Regions from separate parts of the Sus scrofa genome. Here all the other regions are linked to region 3. The links are chromatin contacts, called in public HiChIP or PLAC-seq maps. All regions are on one chromosome and are shown on one strand. Each heading gives the region's core, a stretch centred on a gene start, on an enhancer-like site or on the middle of the called end of the contact. The rest is flanking DNA. Distances are from core to core; before and after follow the strand shown.

Region 1 (3,595 bases), core at 307-2,806, 740 kb after region 3:
GGCCAGGGATTGAACCCGTGCCCAAGCCGAGCCATAGCAGTGACAACGCTAGATCCTTAACCACTGGGCCACCAGGAAACTCCAGCTGCTTAATTCTTCATTGTTCTTTTAATCTAGGAAAAGAATCAACAGGTTTTAGACAAGGCATGGTGTACATTCAGGGAAGCGTAAATCAGGAGTTAGGTTAAATTGCCTCATGATCTTTTAAAGTTGAATGGGGAACAGAAATGAGCAAATAGGAAAGGGGCAAAGAGCTGCTTTCAAGTGTAGAACATAGTTTAAAAGTATGACAAGCCCCTCTTGGGTAGGTTTGGAGTCCCAGTTCTGGGCCTCCACAGTGCTCTCCCTGCCCCACTCCATAACAGTCAGAGCAGGTATCCAACTCAACTGTTAACATTTTAAAATTATTTCCTGTCTCATTTGGTATGGAAACCCCAGAACCTAGCACAATGCTAGGCCTATAGCAAGTACTTGGAAAGTGTTTGAATGAATGAATGAATGAGTGATATTTTATGAGCCTGTGAATCTTTATTGAAAGAATATATGAGAAAAATTAAAAATCTGAATTTACTGAATCAGTCAATACCTGTGAAAGCCTGGTACATAGTACATACAGGTGTTAGCTGTTGTTATTATGATATGAAGGCAGGAATGTAAGCAACTTTTTTCTTCTTCTACTCTGATAACTTAAGAAGAAATATTTACAGTTGGATCTCTTCTTAAACATTAAGGTGACAGCACGATTTGAAGATTTCCCAACTGCAGTATTTTAGGTTTGTCTTTGGAAACTGAAACATTTTTGAAGATATGAGTGCGGTGAAGAAGCCACTATTAGTGTATGTGTCTCAGAAAAGAAGAGGTTGCTTTTGCATGTTATAATTTTTCATTGAATATTTTATAGATCTCTTGAAAAATTGTGGAATTTTGTTGTTTTTAGAATGTTTGCTGGCAAATAGTCACAGGTACACTTTTTGCAACTGAATTGAACTTGTCCTAATTAGCTTCTCGCCGAATCTACTACTGTTTATTATATTAGATTTTGTTTGTAGGTTGGATTAGAATGACTTCTTTGTGAAAGTCATACTACTAGAATCATTCACGCAAAGGTTGCAAAGAGATCTGCAGTTTCATTACTAAACTTTATAAACAAATGTTCATAAATCAGAAGTGTAGGAATTCCTGTTGTGGTGTAGCGGAAACGAATCCAACTAGTATCCATGAGATGCGGGTTCGATCCCTGGCCTCGCTCAGTGGGTTGGGGGCCTGGTGTTGCTGTGCTGGGGTGTAGGTTGCAGACGTGGCTTGGATCCTGCGTTGCTGTGGTTGTAGCTCTGATTTCCACCCCTAGCCTGGGAACTTCCACATGCTGCAGGTGCGGCCCTAAAAAAGCAAAAAAACAAAAACAAAAAAAATCAGAACTGTTTACAGAATATTGCACATGAACTTCAGTTACAGAGTATTGCACATGAACTACATGAAATACTGTTGCAGTTATCAGTATTACGCACATCATGTGCTTTGTGGCCTTGTAGCCTTGGCTTCCTTCAGCTGAGCCATCAGTAGGGAGGAGAGGACACACTGTCTGTGTTATCTCTGCCTTGGTTTGGGCCTTCCTCCCTGTACGTGAGCCCAGTGAGCGCAGAACCTAGCATCCCATTCCCACACAGCTTCCGGGGGCTCTGCACGTAGGTCTTGTCTGCAGGGACTCAGGTCTTCACTTAAAAGATAGCTTCTCCTAGGAAAATTACTTTTAGATTTTAATTTCCATTCTAAATCTGAAACTTTCAGACAAATCACCTGAAGAAAAATATTACTAAAAGTTGATACATACCTTCACTCTTCCCGAATTGTATCATGTAAAAACCTCTTCTGATTCAATATCTGGTCAAAGGTTCATTTATGCGTTGTCTAAAGTACATCTCTGTTTTTATTCTTATCCAGTTCTGTATAAGGAAGCAGCTAAGAGTTCCATGTAGAGTTGATGATATATTTTGAATTGAGAGGGATTTAAAAATCTGCCTTAATACATTTCTTTAATAAGCAAGATCTCCTAAATGTCTTTCATTTAGATTAAATTGAAGTTCCAGGTTTAAAAATGAAATGATGAAAATGATGGGGTAGTCATGGAAATGTAACACAGTTTATATGTTAAAATTCTAAATCACATTGGTATACTTTATTAGTACTTTACTGATTAAGGAAATAAAGAAATAGAAAGTTACAAGTAAGTGCTCTGTCTAAAGATGGTTGTGTAAAAATCATAGGCTTAAGAGTTTTTAAAAAATAATAAATTAATGGAGTTATAAAAGGGGTGGTTCTAGTCAAAGACATGAAACAGTGGGGATGACTTCTTTTAATTTGGTATGTTTTTAAATTGTCATCTCTCACTGAATGCTTTAGTTCTAACTGGATGACTGTGTTTGCAAAATAATATGTTGCTTAAAACTGACTGAATGAAAAGTGTAAAAGGTCAAGTGCCCAGTGGTTCTGCTCCCACACACAGTTGTTTCTTCATCTTGGCTTTTAATCTGGAAGCCTTATTATTGGAGATTATTTAAATATTAAAATACATTAGAAAATTCCATAAATTTAATGAGTGAAAAGCAGTTTAAACTACCTCTTTTCTCTTACTGCTTTTATACAGAGGTTCCCAAGAAGTTTACTTTTTTATTTGTTTTTAAATGCAGTAGCTGCGGCAATGCCAGATCCCTTACCCCACTGCACTGGGCCAGGTATCAAACCCATGCTTCTGCAGTGACCTGAGCCACTGCAGTCGGATTCTTATCCCACTGCATCACATGGGATCTTCAAGTTTGTTCTTATATAAACTGGAAGTTATATAGACTACTTGTACTTAATTGCAACATGATAATTTTGCCTCTTATCTTACGCTAAAGATAGAAGACTTTATCTCTTTCTGTTTTCCTAGATTTACTTGATCCAAATGTTATGCCTAAAGGATATTTTTACCAATAGTTTATTATATCAAATAGTTTCTTTCAGAGAAATGAGGGTTTACAAAAGAGAGAACTTCATGTTCTTGATACCTAAAAAAATGTCTTAAATGCTACCTTTAAAGTTTGGGGTAGCTTTTAATTTCTCTCCTCTCACTGCTTATTGATATGTATTTGCATTACTTTAAGATATGCTTAAGTGAAAGAAAGTTTATTTTCATAGTTTTCAGTGGTGATCAAATTATTTACATACAGGCGTACAAGCTCTTTTAACATTTAATGTAACATTGAGAGACAGAAGTGAGTTAAATTGGGCTTGTTGCAGAATACCATTGCAGAAATCAGCTGTATTAGCAACGTCACCATAATGTGAGTATACGCTAATGTGATATGAAAGAAGGATCCTCATTAAAACCTTGTTGCTAAACAAGTGACAAAAACCTTACAAACAGCTTGAGGCTTCGGGCCAGTCACAGTTATTCCTGAAGAGATTTGGACAAGTGTGAAAATACATAGGCTGTGCCTTTATTGTCACTAGAACACGTAAATGCTATCTGGAATCAATCCTACTAAAGACACTTTCAGTCCTATTAGGGAAAACAGATCTTAAAATAATTCAGTGCCTGAGCCTTCTGTTGTGA
Region 2 (3,398 bases), core at 248-2,747, 710 kb after region 3:
TGTAACCCTCCCAACCACAGTGGCAACTCCATTTTCTATTTCTGGAATGTTTATTTCCTTATTTCCATCATGGAGGTTGAGCTTCAGATTATGCAGGCCAGTCTTCTAGTTCTTTTCAAGTGGGCCAAAGAGTCTTAGCAGACTTTTCTTAGGAAATGATGAACCCCAGTGTGCTTTCGCAGTCTTCAACCTCTACCCCCTTTTATCCTGTGAATTATATGGCTCCCCCCTTTCCTTCTTTACTGTTAGGAAAATTACAAAGCTCACGGCATACGAACTTCTCCCTCCTCAGTAGCCTCCACCAGCGTTTCATCAGCACTGTCTTTGGTTTGTCAGATTTCAGATACAGATGCTAATCTAAATGAGCAGAGGTTGACTTAGGATCTAAAACAATCCCTGGGTTCATGGGATGTCGTGTGAGTACTTAGTTTACACTTGAGTGAAGACAGTTAGTGTAATGTGGAGATGAGGTCTTTACTTATCCTGGTGATTCTGGCACTGAGCACAGCAGGTCAGGAGTCTCTGGCGACTGCCCTTATGGGGAGGAAGGCCTTACGTGGTGACCATTTACACTCAAATGCTGCTGCAGATTGAGTTAAAATGACTATGTAGACCAGATGAGAGTTGGTCCTTTAAAATCTTACTTGGATTAAAAAAAAAAAAAACAAAAAACAAAAACACATGCTCCTGACTGAGTCAGTATTGTAATCCTGTGTACTGTCGGATAAATTCTCAGTTCATTCTGTAATGTTACTCTGGTCATGTATCTCTGTTAGACTTGCCTTATTTCTGAGTTCCACACAAAAAAAAGGCTGAGTCAAATATACCAATATACCATTGTTGAGTTGTACAGGTTAATGTCCTTGATAGCTGATTTTCTTTTGGTATTGAGATAGAAGCTTTTTTTTTTTTGCTACATCAGTATTTTGAGTGGGCCAGTTTGAGTATCAACACTTGTGCCTTGTGATACAGAGTTAGCTTAGATGGGCAGTCAGGAAACCTCTTCATGTTTTTGACCTTGAAGGAATGTGGTTTTCCTGTAGTGGGTTGTACTGGGTAGTTTATGGGGTTAATTGTTACTGAGGTTGGATTCTTCACCTTTTTTTCCCTATACATTTTAACATGCCCTTTAATGAATGTAAAGTTATGCAAAGCATTTATATTAAATAGACTTGTTAAGTATGTCTTTCTATCTACTACATGGTTCCTATTGAGAGTGTTAATATTCAAGTATTTGTGTATGAAGTGTGTTGTTCAGGAATATGCCTAATAAGAATAGACCATATTCTTCATCCTTGAGTTATCACTGTTGAGAATATGTTCCATAGTGATGTTTTTCATTAGTGGGCGGAATATCTCAGTTTTCTTCTTTCTATTTCCCTTTTGTTTTGAAGAAAAAGTTGCATGGTATAAGGAAATAGGTCATGGCATCTCTAAACTGGTTGGGAATTGAAGTATATTCTGGAGCAAAAATTGAAGCTGAGTTGCCCTCTAGGGGTTCAGTTTTAACACAGCACATGTCGAAATATCGTAATGAGATCTTTGGGTGCACGGTCCATCTGCTGAACAGGGGAACTCTTCATTTTCTGTTAGATTGTGACTAGTCAAAGCAAGCTGAGTTTGCTTGCAAATGAGACTATCCCAATTTTGTAACCTATGGACAGTTTAATTAAACATTCTTTTGGGCATTTTTTTGGATTTGTTTTAAAGTCTGAGTATGTGTGCCAAAATAATCCAGCCATCAACATGTTTTTAAGAATTGCTTGGCAGTTGATCTACTGATTCTTTTCTGATGCTCTTTTGCCTCCTCAGTGTTACCTCTGTAGCATTTTTAGGTCACCTCCCCTCCTCTTCTGCCCAGACCCAGTTCAGACTGACCGCAGTGAGGTGGTTTAATCATCAGTCTTCATGCTTTCAGGATGTGCTGATAGATTTGAGTGCTGTCTTTGTGGACTGGCTTCCCAGCTTAAATGGTGCCCAGCTTTGCATTGCTTGAGGCCCGCTTATTCTGTTTGGACTGTCTCTGGCACAAAGTGCTCTACTTTCTAATTGCAGACTTAGCTTCTTTACTATTTAATAAGATGGAGCAATTTTTTTTTTCATTATTGAAAATGTTAACTGAACTTAGACACAAGTAAACAGTAAATACGGAGTGTACTTTGTGTGCAGATATTTAAATGTATATTTAAGTACATTTCTATATAAAATATCAAATTCACATAGTTATGGATACATTTTTAAAAGATCAGTGTATATTGTGTGTGTTTAATAATGCTCTTTGATTCCCTTCAAAGGGTGCTAAAAAACTACTTCTTTGAGTACACATTCTTTTAACTTCTGTGATTATACTGAGCTTTTCCATTCTTTTTCTCATGGTTACGGAAACACATTGATTATTATTAATTGTCAGACCATATTTTTTTATCTTTAATTTTTTTTTTTGTTTGTTTGTCTTTAAGGCTGCACCCGCGGCATATGGAGGTTCAAGCTAGGGGTCCAGTGAGAGCTGTAGCTGCCAGCCTATGCCACAGCTACGCCAGATCCGAGCCTTGTCTGCAACCTATACCACAGCTCACAGGAACATCAGATCCCTAACCACTGAGCAAGGCCAGGGATTGAACCCACATCCTCATGATACTAGTCGGGTTCATTAACCACTGAGCCATGACAGGAACTCCATTTTGTAATGATTTTTAAGGTTTGAATTTTATCAATTAATTATTTTAATAACCCAAAAACTCATTGGATTTTGATATGTATTAAAATATTAAGTTCGCTGTGGTATATAGATTAGTGCTGTCCATTTTGGTAGTCACTAGTCACAGTAGCTCTCCATTTTTCTTAATGTCATGCACACATTTCACATGCTCATTGGCCATGTGTGGCCTTGGCTGCCATATTGGATAATCCAGATAGTAATCATTTATGCCACTGCAGAAAGGTATGGGACTGCAGTGAGACATATGAATCATCTTCTTCAGATATTTTTAAAAATGTCTTAATACTGGTAGTTCCATGTATAAAATGAATTGAACATGTAAGCATTGTATGTCCTTATATTTTCTTCTTTTTATCAAAAGAATATTTTGGAAATAACTGTAATTGGATTGATCACATATCAGCACATATTCCTGATTACAAGCAAAGTGATATCAAATGCCATAATAAAAATTATATATATTTTTAAAATATGTGAATATGTCTACTTTATCTCCATCTTGTGGTAGAAATATATGGAAATCCTGTTCTCAAGAATATAAGCTTTACATTGACTTACCTTGCTCTTTCCCATCACCGTAAATATAACATTAATTGTTGTGTTTATTAATGTTTTGAGGTCTTATTCAAGGAGGCAGAAATAATCTTAGGAAGTTCCCACTGCAGCTCAGCACTAGTAT
Region 3 (3,687 bases), core at 571-3,070:
TTAGACCCCTAGCCTGGTAAACTCCATATGCCGAGGGAGTGGTCCTAAAAATGGCAAAAAGACAAAAAATAAATAAATAAATAAAATAAGTAAATAAATAAAAACTTTTACATTTAACACTATTAAAAAAAAAAAAAAAAAAAAAAAAAAGGCTGGGGTGGAGGGTAGGTCTGCATGTCTCCCTTCCCTGAAAAACATCCTCTACTTTTCAACAACTGGGAAACATGAATCAGAAAGGCAGTCTGCTATAAAGGCAAATATAAGCAGGCACACACAATGCCCGCCTGAGCACTTTACAAGTCATTCAATGAAGCATGCAGGGTGCATGCAGATGTCTATATACTGAAAATCCCTTAGAACAAAGCCATTTATGTTTCAAGGCGGAAATACATTTCTGAAACAAATATATTGCATTTTAAATCCTATCATTTTAGGATAATGTTTTAAGCCATTATTTCGAAAATCGGTAAAGTTAATACACTATATAAAGTATGACTTGACATGTGTTCTTTCTTGAAGTATATGCAAAAAATACATATTAAATATGTAAAAGGGAGTTCCCCTTGTGGCGCAGTGGTTAACAAATCCAACTAGGAACCATGAGGTTTCGGGTTCGATCCCTGGCCTTGATCAGTGGGTTGAGGATCCGGCGTTGCCGTGAGCTGTGGTGTAGGTTGCAGATGTGGCTTGGATCCTGCGTTGCTGTGGCTCTGGCGTAGGCAGGCAGCTGCAGCTCCAATTGGACCCCTAACCTGGGAACCTCCATATGTCGCTGGAGTGGCTCAAGAAATGGCAAAAAGACAACAACAACAAAAATAATACGTAAAAGGTTAAACAGCAAACTGCTGATACTGCATCACATGAATGGCTGGAAAAACAGAGACAGATAACCCCAAAGTATTTAATTTTCTTTTATAATAAACATGTAATTTTGGTAATTTTAAAAAGAATAAATTCAAATTTCAATGTAATACGTGTTACTTTTTTTAAATCTGAATCTAGAAAAAAAATCATTCTTCAATCTTTAACTGTGAGTGTATGGTTGAAAACTAAAAATAGCAACAGCAAAGAGTCACCCCCGACATCAAAATGTTTTCGTTCTTAACCCCAGAGGAATATGTCACATAAGCCAGTCCTTACAAAGCCTACCTAAGAGGAAATAAAGCCAAGGCACTGGGAAAACTAAAATACACAGAAGAACAAAAAAGGCACCCTCAGTATATCAATACAAGATTAACTCACTCTAATCTTAAGAAAATAATTTAGTCGTGGTTTCAAATTCTTATTTAAAAAATAAGATAACTATTCAGAATACAAACTGCTCTATAACATAGCAGGCAACAAATTTAAGCATTATCTACATAAGACTATAAAGAAAGTTTAAATTCTCTGCATATGAAACGACATATGTGCAAGGTGATTTGCTGAAGCCTGTAATAGGAAAAGACTGGAAATCATCCAACAGTCCCTTAAAAGAGGAATAGCAATGCACTCAATGGAATGCCAAGCTCCTAAAAAGAAGAAGATGCTACGTACTGACACGAAAAATATTTAAGACCTATTACACACACAAGGTAGAGAACCACATATACCGAATACTACTTGCTAGGTAAGAAAGTCTCCAGAACAGGAATATTTGAATTTACATAATGGACACTGAAAGGACATATGAGCAAAGTAGTGAACTGGGTACCTCTGGCAGTAAGTAGTTTTCGGGACTTTTTTTTTTTTTTAATATTGCTTTATGTTAACCACATGAATACAGAGGCAGATGTCAGTATGCAATCTTTTGAATGACTTGTCACCCATCTATCCAGGTCCCCACCCTCACAGGGTCACATGCATCTGAAAGGGCTGTGGGAAGAGGCACCAAGCACAAGTGCACAACCACAGAAGACGCCCACAGTTCACTGAATCTGAGAAAGAAAACTATTTTTCTTTAAAAAATGCTTTTTCATCTGCCATATAAGCTTTAAAACTAGATTAATTAGCAAAGTCTTTTAACAATTACCAAAATGAATAGCTATATTAATTTCCTCAATAGTGAAAATTTATTTTTCTTTTTTTTTTTTTTTGCTTTTTTAGGGCCACACCTGCGGCATATGGAGGTTCCCAGGCTAAGGGTCTAATTGAAGCTACAGCTGCCAGCCTTCACCACAGCCACAGCAACACTAGATCCGAGCTGCATCTTCAACCTACACCACAGCTCACAGCAACACCTGATCCTTAACCCACTGAGCAAGGCTGGGGATCAAACCTGCAACCTCATGGATACTAGTTGGATTTGTTTCCACTGTGCCACCATGGGAACCCCAATACTCAAGATTTAAAATGTACCCTGAAACAGTATTGTGGCTGTACTGGAGAATTATTCATCAGAAGTACATTCTTTCATATTTAGGACAAAATGCCAAGAAGAGGCAACTAACTTTCATGAGGATCTAAAACAGTATAACTTTAAGAGGGCTTTAGATTTTGACTTATTAGAAATTCTGCTGGGAGATGTTGACCCAGCGGCGTGAGTGGAGCCCAAGCCCCTATATATTCAACCCCCTCTGTGTGATGGTGCAGCACTCCTGTCTGAACACCATGGCCTTGGTTGTGTTACAGACTTAAGTTGTACATGTTTAAGTTGCTCTTCAGTAGGGGCTGCTTCCCGCCCTTGACCATTTTAGGTGGGCTTCTAGGTGGCACTCTCATTTCATTCACAGTGTTTTAATCCTCCTGAAAATGAAGTAGTGTATATTCCAATTCACACCAAAAATACTCTAAAGTTACTGTATACTTTCACTGTACTACAAGTAACCCTAAATCTATAAGTATTCCTCTAAAAGTTCATCTGTATGTCAGAACTTTTTCCCCAACACTGTATCAAAGAAATCTAACGAAGTATATATAAAAAAAATGCTGTTCCCCAAAATACGAGTTTCTTCCAAATAACCCCAATTCCCAAACCCATCCCACCTACCAACAAGAGTTGAACTATAGTATTAGAAAACTTTATTTTATGGGCAAAAAGCTGAAGAGTAAGCAAATTATCTTCCCTAATCCAGTTAAAGGGAGAAATCACTGATGACTACTGTTTCATGAAATAAAAAGCCAACGAATGATTTCTAAAGAATTCATCTGGCATTTTTTGATTGATGCATTACTCTAAGTGTAAAAGATGTAAAAAGTATATGGAAAATTTAAGCAATTTAAAATTGCTATGTTTACACTCAGGCAATCATGTGATTTCCACAGAAAAAAATTTAAAGCCTTGGGAAAAATGCTTTCTCATGAGACAGACGAGGAACCAGACAGATTCAGATACTGGAACACAAAACTTCAGAAAATCTTACGTCAAATACACACACCATGATTAACACGGAAGACAATCTGAGTTTTAAGGAAAAGTTACAGAGGGGGAAAAAATAAAAAAAAAAAAATCAAAGAATATAAGAGCAAGAGAACTCAGAAAAGTGTGAGATATAAAAACTGGCAGGTAACAGCCTCCAGCATTGTTAATGACACACGTTATTGTCAGAAACCTCATTACAAAGCACAAGAGTCACAGACAAATGGAAAGCCTCATTAGGGTTTACCTGAAGTTATAAATCACAAATATTTATTCTAAGTTCTAAGTCAGTGCACAGATACCAAAAAAACACATAGGAATTACCTACTTTAGGTTATCAAGTATGTATA

Evidence for each region. HiChIP or PLAC-seq counts read pairs in DNA pulled down with a chosen protein or histone mark.
Region 1: a contact with region 3 is called in an H3K27ac HiChIP or PLAC-seq map of alveolar macrophages. The contact joins two enhancer-like sites. A contact is called at or near these places in 1 of 47 Hi-C or Micro-C datasets (epiblast stem cells) and 1 of 2 datasets of contacts at active chromatin or transcription factors (alveolar macrophages).
Region 2: a contact with region 3 is called in an H3K27ac HiChIP or PLAC-seq map of alveolar macrophages. The contact joins two enhancer-like sites. A contact is called at or near these places in 2 of 47 Hi-C or Micro-C datasets (embryonic fibroblasts and epiblast stem cells) and 1 of 2 datasets of contacts at active chromatin or transcription factors (alveolar macrophages).

The regions. Positions count from the first base shown.
Region 1 is chr13:14,744,710-14,748,304 of Sscrofa11.1, forward strand. The region is part of intron 4 of CMC1 (COX assembly mitochondrial protein homolog); the gene reads left to right. Among named protein-coding and RNA genes, the nearest start is that of AZI2, 39 kb to the right of the region's middle. Within about 2 kb of position 1,557, at least 4 of the 83 cell types and tissues checked have an H3K27ac peak or open chromatin away from gene starts, as enhancers often do. A contact at or near this core is called in alveolar macrophages, where this site is marked.
Region 2 is chr13:14,720,739-14,724,136 of Sscrofa11.1, forward strand. All of the region lies in intron 4 of CMC1 (COX assembly mitochondrial protein homolog), which reads left to right. Among named protein-coding and RNA genes, the nearest start is that of CMC1, 40 kb to the left of the region's middle. Within about 2 kb of position 1,498, at least 1 of the 83 cell types and tissues checked has an H3K27ac peak or open chromatin away from gene starts, as enhancers often do. A contact at or near this core is called in alveolar macrophages, where this site is marked.
Region 3 is chr13:14,007,226-14,010,912 of Sscrofa11.1, forward strand. All of the region lies in intron 1 of SLC4A7 (sodium bicarbonate cotransporter 3), which reads right to left. Among named protein-coding and RNA genes, the nearest start is that of SLC4A7, 34 kb to the right of the region's middle. Within about 2 kb of position 1,821, at least 3 of the 83 cell types and tissues checked have an H3K27ac peak or open chromatin away from gene starts, as enhancers often do. A contact at or near this core is called in alveolar macrophages, where this site is marked.